Regions from separate parts of the Canis lupus genome. Here region 2 is linked to region 1. Evidence: chromatin contacts called from public Hi-C data. All regions are on one chromosome and are shown on one strand. Each heading gives the region's core, a stretch centred on a gene start, on an enhancer-like site or on the middle of the called end of the contact. The rest is flanking DNA. Distances are from core to core; before and after follow the strand shown. Region 1 overlaps MPZL1 (myelin protein zero-like protein 1). Region 2 holds the start of RCSD1 (capZ-interacting protein).

What was found. A called contact is a pair of places that touch in the nucleus more often than the background predicts.
Region 2: a Hi-C map of blood shows a contact between it and region 1, with 5 times the contacts expected there. The contact joins the promoter of RCSD1 here to the enhancer-like site in region 1. A contact is called at or near these places in 2 of 9 Hi-C or Micro-C datasets (both in blood).

The regions. Positions count from the first base shown.
Region 1 is chr7:30,593,281-30,598,763 of UU_Cfam_GSD_1.0, forward strand. MPZL1 (myelin protein zero-like protein 1) reads right to left here. Exons shown (of 7, transcript XM_038541800.1): 7 at 5,404-5,483. Among named protein-coding and RNA genes, the nearest start is that of MPZL1, 74 kb to the right of the region's middle. Within about 2 kb of position 1,806, at least 8 of the 20 cell types and tissues checked have an H3K27ac peak or open chromatin away from gene starts, as enhancers often do. A contact at or near this core is called in blood, where this site is marked.
Region 2 is chr7:30,778,044-30,783,431 of UU_Cfam_GSD_1.0, forward strand. RCSD1 (capZ-interacting protein) reads right to left here and starts at 2,085. Exons shown (of 7, transcript XM_038542638.1): 1 at 2,044-2,085. The coding sequence starts at 2,070.

The DNA.
Region 1 (5,483 bases), core at 556-3,055:
GTGTGTCTCTCATGAATAAATAAAATAAAATCTTAAAAAAAAATGTGGTTAGTGTGACTGAGGATCTGAATTTTAAATTCTACTTAATTTCAAATTTAAATGTAAATGGCTGTATGTGGCCACTGACTACCATATGGGACAGTGCAATAACTTCATTAACCTTAACATGCCAAAGCAGAACCACTGAAAGTTGAATCGGGACATTTCTATAGCAAAGAATAATACCAGCGTGGATCAGAGGGGAGGTATTAACATATTAAGAGAAAATGTATCATGCTGGATAGGCTAAACCTCTTATCAATATGTATTTCTCCCAGGTGCCTGGGTAGCTCAGTTGGTTAAGCCTCTGCCTTTGGCTCAGGTCATGATCCCAGGGTCCTGGGATGAAGTCCCACTTCCTGAGATCAACTTCCTGGGATCCAGTCTCACTTTCTGGGATCAAGTTCTGCATCAAGCTCTCTGCTCAGTGGGGAGCCTGCTTCTCCCTCTCCTGCTCTCTAAAGTGTGCTTTTTCTCTCTCAAATAAATAAAATCTTTTTTTTTTTTTTTTAAAGAATGTATTTCTCTATTTTAAGTCCAGGATGCCAAGCTAGTGGCAGACAGCAGATCTGGTGTTAGTCTAAGGTCCAGGTCATTCGCTGGCGGGACTGCTTTCTACTTCCATCCCTCCCTGTCAGAAGCGCAGGGACTGCATTTGCAGTGACTTCAATGCGCAGGGACTGCATTTGCAGTGACTTCAATGCGCGCCTGCTGACCTGGAGGAGGAGGAGGCAGGCAGGTAACCCTGGAAGAATCCTAAGATTGAAAAGCTTGAAATGAATTGAAATAGACAAAATGTACAACAGGAACCCAAATCTTGCACTTTCTCCCATGGTATGTTTTGGAGAGGACGGGGAAGGCGGCCAGTTCTTTCCAGCCAGGTATGAGCTCTCTTCCTGTCCCCCCCCCCCCCCCCGCCCCCCAACCCCGGGAGGGCTTCCTGGTCTCTTGCTCAACCTCACGTAGCCAACATGAAGCCGTTAGCCCAGCCTCCGTCTCCGAGGGCCTGCGTGTCCTGGGGTGTCCCGCGTTAGAGCGATTCATTGCGCCCTCTGCGCGCTCCTGCCCGGGGACTCAGTGCGGGGTGGCCCGCAGACATCCTCTGGGACCAAAATCCAGGAGCAAGCTTTGCCAAAATACTCTTCCCTCTGGCAGAGCAACTGCCTTCGGGAATGGCTTCCACGAACTAGGGGTGGTGGAGGGGAGGTGGGCGGGGGTGGGGGTGCCTGGGTGGCGGGCACTGAGGGGGGCACTTGACGGGATGAGCACTGGGTGTTATTCTGTATGTTGGTAAATTGAACACCAATGAAAAATAAATTTATTAAAAAAAAAAAAAAAAGAATGGCTTCCACGTAGAAAAGGCCGGGCTCTACCCAAATGGGAGCGTCTGGACACGTTATCAACACGCCCTGCGGGTGCCGCGGCTTCTGCTGGGGCCGGCCGGCAAGAGCAAGGGCAGGGTGTTTTGGTTGGGTTTTTTTGATTTTTTTTTTTTTTTTTTTTTTTTTTTTTTGCGCAATGTTCCACATTCCTCTGGGTCTGTTGTACATTTTAAGAGAGTCCCTACAAAATAAGTTAAACATTTATGTTTCTTTTTTATCTCGTTGAAAGAAACTCTGTAATTAAAAAATAACCCTATTCAAAGCCGGAGAAAGAACCAAGAATGGGTCTAGATTCAAAGCTCAGCGTCCTCGGAGTCCGCAGCAGGGCAAGGCAAGCCTCAGGGCTTCGGCCAGCCGCCTTGGCTTTGCCCTGTCGCCCACTCCCTCCGCAGATCTGGGCACGGGGGCAGGGGGGACTCCACGTGTGTCAGCCACCGCGCCGGAGGGCAGGGCTCAGGGCTCGAAAGCAAAACGGGAAGAGTAAACCTGCCAGACTTCCTCTTCCAACGGTCGAGGTAAGAAAGAAAAAAAGAGCCCAGCCCTCCAGCCCTTCCCGGTGCTTGGGAGCCCCCAGGCCGGTCAGGGAAGGGGCGGCTGCGGGACAATCAAACCCAAGCCTGAGCCAAGAAGGGACAATAGTTTCAACATCCTGTTTGCAGAAGGAAACGGAAGCTGGAAGCAGCGGCTCCTCTGGGACCCCGCGGCTTGAAAGGTTTGGGTTTCCTTCCCTGTAAACACAGCCGGGCCCCTGCAGGTGCTAGGGCTCCCGCCTGCCTTCTGTACCCCACTCCCCCATGCTCTGCGGCCAGGCTGCCAGCCCTAAGGCTCTCGGAAGGACGTGATGGGGGAGGCGAGTTTAGCAGCTGCCACTGTCCCCCTCAGATCCCGTTTCCAAGGGGCCAGAGGACTCGTCCCATCCTGCGCTGCCTCCCCGTAGTTGCAGATAATGTATATTTGCCTTTTTTCCTTACCAGTTCATAAGCACAAGTGACAATTACAGTACCACTTGGGAGGGACAAACACAAGACAACTAGAAACAAAAACCCAGGAAGTCAGAAATGGTTTAAAATATGGTGCATCTGTCCAAGAGGAGGCCCACTGGGTGTTAATGGCTCGCAGCCCAGTTCTCTCTCTCTCTCTCTCTTTTTTTTTTTTTTTTAAGATTGTACTTATTTGAGAGAGTGAAGAGGGAGAGAGAGAGCACAGGAGAGGGAGAAGCAGGCTTCCCACTGAGCAGGGAGTCCAAGGCGGTACTCAATTCCAGGACTCTAAGATCATGACATGAGCCAAGGCCAGACACCCAACCGACCGAGCCACCCAGGTGTCTTGGCCTAGTTCTTTCTCTCTGTGCTCACATGGAAGCTTCTCTGACACCATGCTGAGGGGAGAAAGCAATCTGTTGAGTACTATGGTCCTTTTTGTTTCTGAAATAGGCATGACATCGTTATACTAGAGCCATGTTTGGATCCTGATTTGAAGAAACCATTTGTAAAATGCCAGTTTTGAGACCAGGGGAAATTTGAGTATGAAGTAGGCATTAGATAAAATCAAGGAATTATTGTTTACAAACTTTTTAAAAATATTTCTGTTAGGGGCCCCTGGGGGCTCAGTTGGTTGAGCCTAAATCTTAAAAAAAAAAGTTTCTGTTAAATGTGACAAGAGATTATGGTTATGTAAGAAAAATGTACATATTTTTAAAAAGATGCCCATCAAAGAATGTAGGGGTGAACTGACCTGTTTTGGGGTTTGTTTTAAAATGATTCAGAAAAGAGGAAAAAGAAGAAAGGAGTGGATGAAGCTATCACTGAGGACAGATATGTGGAAGTGGATTTTACTATTCTCTTTTGTGCCTGTTTGAAATTCATTCTAAAATATCTTGAATACACAGGAAGATGTGTGTGTGTGGGAACCTATCATAAAAACAGATGGTCAGTTATTTACACCACCTACACCAGCGCTACAAATGCCACCTTCCTCCTCTGCGAGAATGTTCCCTCAGCAGTCACGGGCAGGTAGGAGGAATAAGCCATTGGTTCCTATTTCCAACCTGGTTAGCACTGGAATCACTCAGAAGGATCAGCTTTAAGGGGGTAAGAAAGTATCTGAGGTTTCCTCTTCAATACTGCCAAACCAGCCCACTTGGGGCTGTGGCTGCCCTCAGAGGTAACAAGTATGTATTTGGTTGGCATGTTCCCCATGCAGCTTGGAAGCCAGGGCCCCAGCAGGAGGAAACTCCCCAGTACTCAGTTCCCAATCCAGAGGAACCACAGAAAACCTGTCACTTCCCAGTACTCTGCCTTCGTGTCCTGGGGGAAGTGTCTCTCTTCTTGCCACATCACACATGAGGGATACGGTTCATGTGAGATCCACATACACAGGCGGTCCTGCCAGCCTTAATGTCTCCTCTCCCACTCAAGAAAGCATGAAGTTATGCAAGCCAGGAGCTTGTGCATCCATGATAATTCATAAAATTAATAAAGCACTAGAAAACATCACTGCTTATTAGTAAGACATTATTTCTGACACAGCTCTCAACAGACTGTCATCATAATGTCTTCCAAACCGAGGTTAAGACCCCTGGGCCTCTGTGTCTCTACCATCTATACAACCACCTCCCTCACTTGACCCCCATGTAGCTCTGAAGAACATAGGAAACTTTTTACAGGCATGTAGCACATTTATTTGAATAAGGAAGAAGTTCAATTTATTTCTTTTGGTGAGATAGGCCACAGGGCACGGTGTTTAAGAACAAGGAGTGGGATCAAGTAGCCCCAGACCCAGCCTTGCCTCTCTGGACCTTATTAGCTGAGTGACCTTTGGTGAGTTATATACTCTAAGCATGACACAGTCTTTCTAAAAGTGAGTTTAAGATTAGTACAACTAGGGATCCCTGGGTGGCGCAGCGGTTTGGTGCCTGCCTTTGGCCCAGGGTGTGATCCTGGAGACCTGGGATTGAATCCCACATCGGGCTCCCTGCATGGAGCCCGCTTCTCCCTCTGCCTGTGTCTCTCCCTCTCTCTCTCTCTCTCTCTCTCTCTCTGTGACTATCATGAATAAATAAATAAAATCTCTAAAAAAAATTAAAATAAAATAAAAGATTAGTACAACTAGCCTAAACTCATAATGCTATAGAGTAAGAAATGTAGTGCCTGGCACACAGCAAGGATTGATTAATTGATCGATTGATTTTTTATATTTTAAATTGTTTTAATTGGAGTTCGATTTGCCAACATTTAGTCTAACACCCAGTGCTCATCCCAAGTGCCCCCCTCAGTGCCCGTCACCCAGTCACCCCAACCTCCTGCCCACCTCCCTTTCCACTACCCCTTGTAGGAGACACCTAACTCTTGTTTCCCAGAGTTAGGTGTCTACACAGCAAGGATTTAGTAGCTATTAGCTATTACTGTTAATTCCCCTGTTGCCCCGACTCTGTGGCAGGTCCTTGAAGAGCTTTGTCTTGTTCATTTATTTCCTCATGCTTAGCACACTTGCCTGGCACAGGATAGTTCCCAATATATATGTGGTGAATTAATTACATCCACCATCCAACCAGTCAACACCTGCTGAGCCCCTGCTAAGTACCAGGTACTATTCTGTGTGCTAAAGATGGAGCAGTGAACAAGACAGAAAGGTCTGGTGCTTAACTCCAACAGGGAAAAACAGACAAGCACATGGGTAGAGGGATAGAACAGTTAAACAGAGAAGAACAGAGTGGAATTAAGGGGGCTTGGGAGAGCCAGTGGAGGGGGTGAGGTTGCTCTTTTATATATGGCAGGTCTCTCTCAGAGAGGGACCTCTGAGCAGAGACTTAACAGGTGCCCACTGCGTGCTCTGGGCAGAGGGGATGGCAGGTGCAAAGGGCCTGAAGCCGGCAATGCGTGGTGTTTCTGAAGAATGAGGAGGACAGTGCCACCCGAGTGGGATGAATGAAAACACTTTTATCTCTTTTTCTACTTGGTTAAAAATGAGCATACAACACAACTCAGTAATTGAAAAAGATGTATTAAAACATTCACAAAAGTACAACAATTTTGAAGAAGAAAAAACAAAAAACTAATAATG
Region 2 (5,388 bases), core at 835-3,334, 190 kb after region 1:
CCATGGGCAACAAACCATAAAAAGCAGTCTTGGCATGTTTTTGCACCCCTCACTGAGCTTGTATGACAGTCTATAATGTGTATTAGTTACGGCAGAATTTGGTCTCTAAGCTCCCTAAGGAAGGAAGGAAGGAAGGAAGGAAGGAAGGAAGGAAGGAAGGATGGGAGGGAGGAAGGAAGGAAGACAGGAAATCTTTTCTCAGCATCTTTTATGTCACAAGCATATAAACAACTTGCCAGCATTTATCCCTCAGCCAACCTCACGGCCTGCAGGTATTATGACTTTCTTCTTGATGGACGAGGACTCAGAGGTTGAACTATCTTGCTAGGGACAACATAGCCATCAAGTAAAAGAATCAATATTTGAACCCAAGACCTATGACACCACATCTGCCTCTTTTTCTATAATGACATAATTATTTTTATTATAGCTGAGTGTGAAAGAGTAGAAATCACCTGGTCAGTCCTTGGATCCTCCTCTGGGCAGTAGCATGATTTCACATCTACTGCAAGGACCCAAAGGAGTTAGAATAACTGGCCTTTTTCACCATTTCATCCCTGACAGTGCACAGCACAGTACCTGACATGTGAAACAGGTCACTAAAGTATTTACTGGACATACTTAAGTTGTTAGATTGATATTTTTAAAAGAATCATAGCTGTATTCCAAGAGTGAAAGGTAAAAGTGCCTTGCAAAGCCTTCATGGGACTAGGGTCTTTACACAGATACAACAAACAAGTGAAATCAAGGAAGGAGGTTTTCTAGACACAACTGTTCATGCCCAGATTCCTGGCAGGCCCTGAGCACGAGTTCACCGATGGCCCTTGTGCCTGGTATCTGAGTTACAGTCTTGAATCGGTGGCAAGAACAGATGACACTTCCGGCAGGCATCCCCCAGAGGAGAGAATTTCCCATGAGGTCTGTGCATGGCAACCATCCACCTCGGATTCTCTGGCATAGTCCAGTTTTGTCTTTTTACAGAAGTTTTAGAAAGGCACATGCTGGTTGGGTAATGAGTCCTGCTCTTGAATTTGGAAAATATGGTTATAGCAGGCACGTGGAAGGTACCTTTTATTGCTTCCTGCTGTAGATCAAAAGTAGAGAGGTTGGATTGCCCAGGACAGCCTGCTTTACCCAGGCCAAGGGAGGGACCTCAGGGCTCATGAGTCATTCTGCTATTCTGTTGAGGTCAGGAGGCCTGGGGCAGCTTCCCCAAGAGAAAATCTACTGAAGCAGGGCTGCATCCCCTTGGGTCCTGGAAAAGCTACGGAAAGTGATAACAGGAAAGGGAAGAAGCAGAGTCAGAAACTGCTCTTTGGATCTCATTGCACAAAGGAAGGAGGTGACCCAAGGCTCCTTGTGACACAGGAAGAAGCACTTTTGGGGAAGTGAGAGCTCTCCCTGCAGATCTCTCAGATTAGAGGCCAACCGTGGGTGGCCCCAGGGTAAGCATGAACTTCTTTTGTGGTTCTGGCTCTTTCCACACCAGGGTGGGGTCACTGCTGGATAAGGGTGCTTCTCACAAGCATTGTCAAACCAAACCAATAGCCTATTTGTTTTCTAGGACCAGTCCATTAAGATCTCCCCTGTCCCCATCCCACCCTTTAGCTCCCAACATGTCTGGTGGCTCCCTGAGGGTTGCGCTTTGTGCTAGGCCTCAGGAGACTTGGGGTCTTATCTGGATTCACCAATCAGCTCTGACACCTCCGGCACATCACTTTTCCCCTCTGAGCCCTGTTTTCCGGACAGTTGAATGAGGAGTAGTGAAGGCTGACAGAGCTATAGTGCTTACCACTCACTCACTCACTTGACTGGTGGCTTCACTCTGACGTGACTCAGCCAGCTGACTCCGCATGAGGAAAGCTCGAAAATGTTAGCTTTCCTCAGTCCAGTACAAACTTTCCAATTCTACACACTCCATTTTTTCATCCATTCATTCACTTAAACATGTATTGAGCACCATTGTATGTCAGCACTGGTAAGTACCACCTAGTGTTTGCTTCTACTTGCTGAGCCCCTCTAATGTGACTTCTGCTGTCTTACCTGCTGTAGATAGATCATCCATCCCATTTAGTCCTTCCCACAGCTCCAGGAGATGACACTTCCCTTTTTAGGCCAAGAATTTAAGCCTCTTGTTCCATACACCGATGATTCTGGGTCAGACCCGGGTCCTGTTTTGATACACCCATTGTGTCACTGCAGAGATGAGTGATATGCAGTCAGTTGGTTCTGATCTGAAGGAGGTTCCAGCCAGCAGCCCTGTGGCAGAAGGACAGCCCTTGACACTAGAACATGTCCTACCAGTTCCAGAAAACCTGGTAACCCTGGAACATGTAGCAGCTCCTTTTCTCTCCATGCTGCCACAGGTTCCCCAGCCCCGGGTCCCACGAGAATGTAAACCGTAGAAACAGCGCCCTCGTGTGTCAGAAAACCAACATACACTTGAACTCGGGAAGGACACATTTTAAACAATCTTAAACTATGCAGCACTTTAGTTTTTACTCCCCCCACCCCCCACCCCTTTCCTTCTATGCCTTTGAAACATGCTGGGGAGAAATGATGACAACTCGCTAAACCTGCAGAATTTCACCCACAGGTGAATGACTAAAGCTAGGATCAGCAAGGAGAGAACAAGGTGACCAATCTTGGAATACTCCCTGTGAATGACTTGATGTCCTGCGAAGGCCTGGAAAATCAAAACTTCTGTTGTTTCAATCTGAGAATGATCCTTACTTCTTTATATGTTCCCTTTCTTCCTTTATACTTGATTTTCCATTTTTTTCTCTTTTTCTCATTTTTTTCTCTATTCATTTGCTTTTCCCCCTTCCCCTCTCTACTCTCCCTAACTACTCTTAGAAGCAGTTATATTTCCTTACAAATCATAGCATTTTTATTTTTCTCTTTCATGTTATTCAAAAATTTTGCCTCTTCCTTTTTGAGTGTGTGTTTTGGTGGAGAGGGTATGCAAAGAGAGAAACCCTGATATAATAGAGAAAATCAGATTTGGATCCAGAAGATCTGGATCTACCCATCCCTCTCTGCTCTTCCCACAGTCGCTTATTGCAAGTAACACAATGTATAGGCTGGGACATAATGATGCAGGCAAGCACACGTTGATAATATTAAAGTAATGCATCCCTGCACATCTAATCAAAATCGGTCACAAGATACTTCATTGTGAAATCTCTCAGAATCCAACACAAAGAGGAGCAAATAATTAGGAATTGTGTTCATCATATTCATTAGGTGAACAAACAATTGTTCTTTGGAAGGACTGTGCTTTCTGATATCAGGACCTGACAAATTGCCCCCATGGGGACTCAGGAGGGGAGGGCTTCAATGGGAGACACTCTCACCAACTGCCCTGCTATAGCTACAGTAACACATTTCCTTAGAACAATGTTCAAAGTAAGGCTGATAGTGTAACTCCAGGATAGAGTTCAGTAAAAATAAAACCAAACAAGGCCAGGGTGGGGTGGAGTGCGGTGGGGTGGGGGGGAGCGGTGGCGGGGGGTTGGGGGGATGCACGACTATATAATCCAAGGAGGCAATTCTCTGTTACTCTGATACACTTCAAGGGTAAAATTAGGAATAGCTACAACAATGAGTGGACTGCTTGTTCTTAGGAAATCTACCACCCATATTATTTCTCCTGACTCAGATTTTGATAAAACTGAACAAGGCAGAATGTGAGTTTGCAATCTCTCAAAAGAATCTGTGTTGTTGATAAAAAGAAGATTGTCATGCTTTTAATAACTGAAAAGGAGAAGAGAATTTAGGATTGCCTCCAGACACATGGCTGGCTGGGGCCCTACTCCATCTCAGCAGAGGGTGAAATAAGACTTAGAAATTGGAGTCAAAATCTTAAAAAAACAAAACAACAACAACAACAAAAAAACAACAGTTTGGGGTCAATTGTAGCTAAGGAAAGAAAGAAAAAAAGAGGCACCAAAAAATTCTTGAATTTTCACTTGCACAGGACCTACTAAGATACTTGTTTACAATGCAGGGCCCCAGGACCCACCCCCCAAAATTTTGGCTTCATTCTTCTAGACTGGATAGATGAATCTGCACTTTAAACTCTAGAAACAATTAGGACAAGACGCTGTTTTAAAGTGGGGCTATGAGAATTTAGTTGGGAAAGGAAAAATGCAAAGCAGTTGCTAGTGATCATTCACTTTTTTATAGATTTATTGATTTATTTTGTTTATGAGAGATTACAAAAATCTCTCAGTAAAATGCCTTGAACTGATGTTAATTTTAAACTACAATTTCCTGGTAAATCCTGTAGGACAAATTAGCTTAGAATGATGCCCCTCCTTCAGGAACTAAATGTTCTAACTTGATGCATAGAATTGCTGCTATAAGCCAATTTTGTGTTGGAAGATGTTTGCCAAAATAAATTTGATTTTATTTTTTTTGAAATTTATTTTTTTTTTAATTTTTATTTATTGATGATAGTCACACACACACAGAGAGAGAGAGAGAGAGAGAGAGGCAGAGTCACAGGCAGAGGGAGAAGCAGGCTCCATGCACCGGGAGCCCGACATGGGATTCAATCCCGGGTCTCCAGGATTGTGCCCTGGGCCAAAGGCAGGTGCTAAACCGCTGCGCCACCCAGGGATCCCAATAAATTTGATTTTAGAGGAAATACTCCAATCAGTAGGTCATTTAGGATTAGGTTTTCATGTAACAGAAAAGTCACAGTGGCTCAAAGAAAGCCTAGTACTTTTTTTTTTTTTAAGATTTTATATATGTATTCATGAGAGACGAGAGAAAGAGAGAGAGAGAGAGAGAGAGAAGCAGGCTCCCTGTGGGGAGCCTGATGTGGGACTTGATCCCGGGACCCTGGGATCGCGACTGAGCCCAAGGCAGACACTCAATCACTGAGCCATCCAGGTACCCCTGCTTGTTTCCATTCTTACAGTTTTGAAAACTGTACATGTGGGTGCCTGGATGACTCTGCCGGTTAAGTGTCTGCCTTGGGCTAAGGTCAGAATATCAGGGTCCTGGAACTGAGTCCTGCATTGGCCTCCGTGCTCGGTGAGGAGCCTGCTTCTCCCTCTCCCTCTGCTCCCCGCCCCACAGGTGCTCTCTCTTTCTCAGATAAATAAATAAAATCTAAAAAAATGAAAAAGAAAGAAAACTGTACACATGTGACATAGCTGTGACAAACCCAAGCAGCACAGAAGATAAAAACCTGCAAGTTCTCTATTGCCACAGCCCCCACCCTCAGTCCTGCCTCAAGGGCAGTCTTGGTGCCCTTTGGGGCATTTCTTGCCAGATGAGATTGTTTCCCACTCATACTTGTTACCTGATTTATCAGGCTCCTTACCCTGACTTCTGTTTTAGTTTGTTCTGTATTACTGTGGAGTTTCACTGTTATTT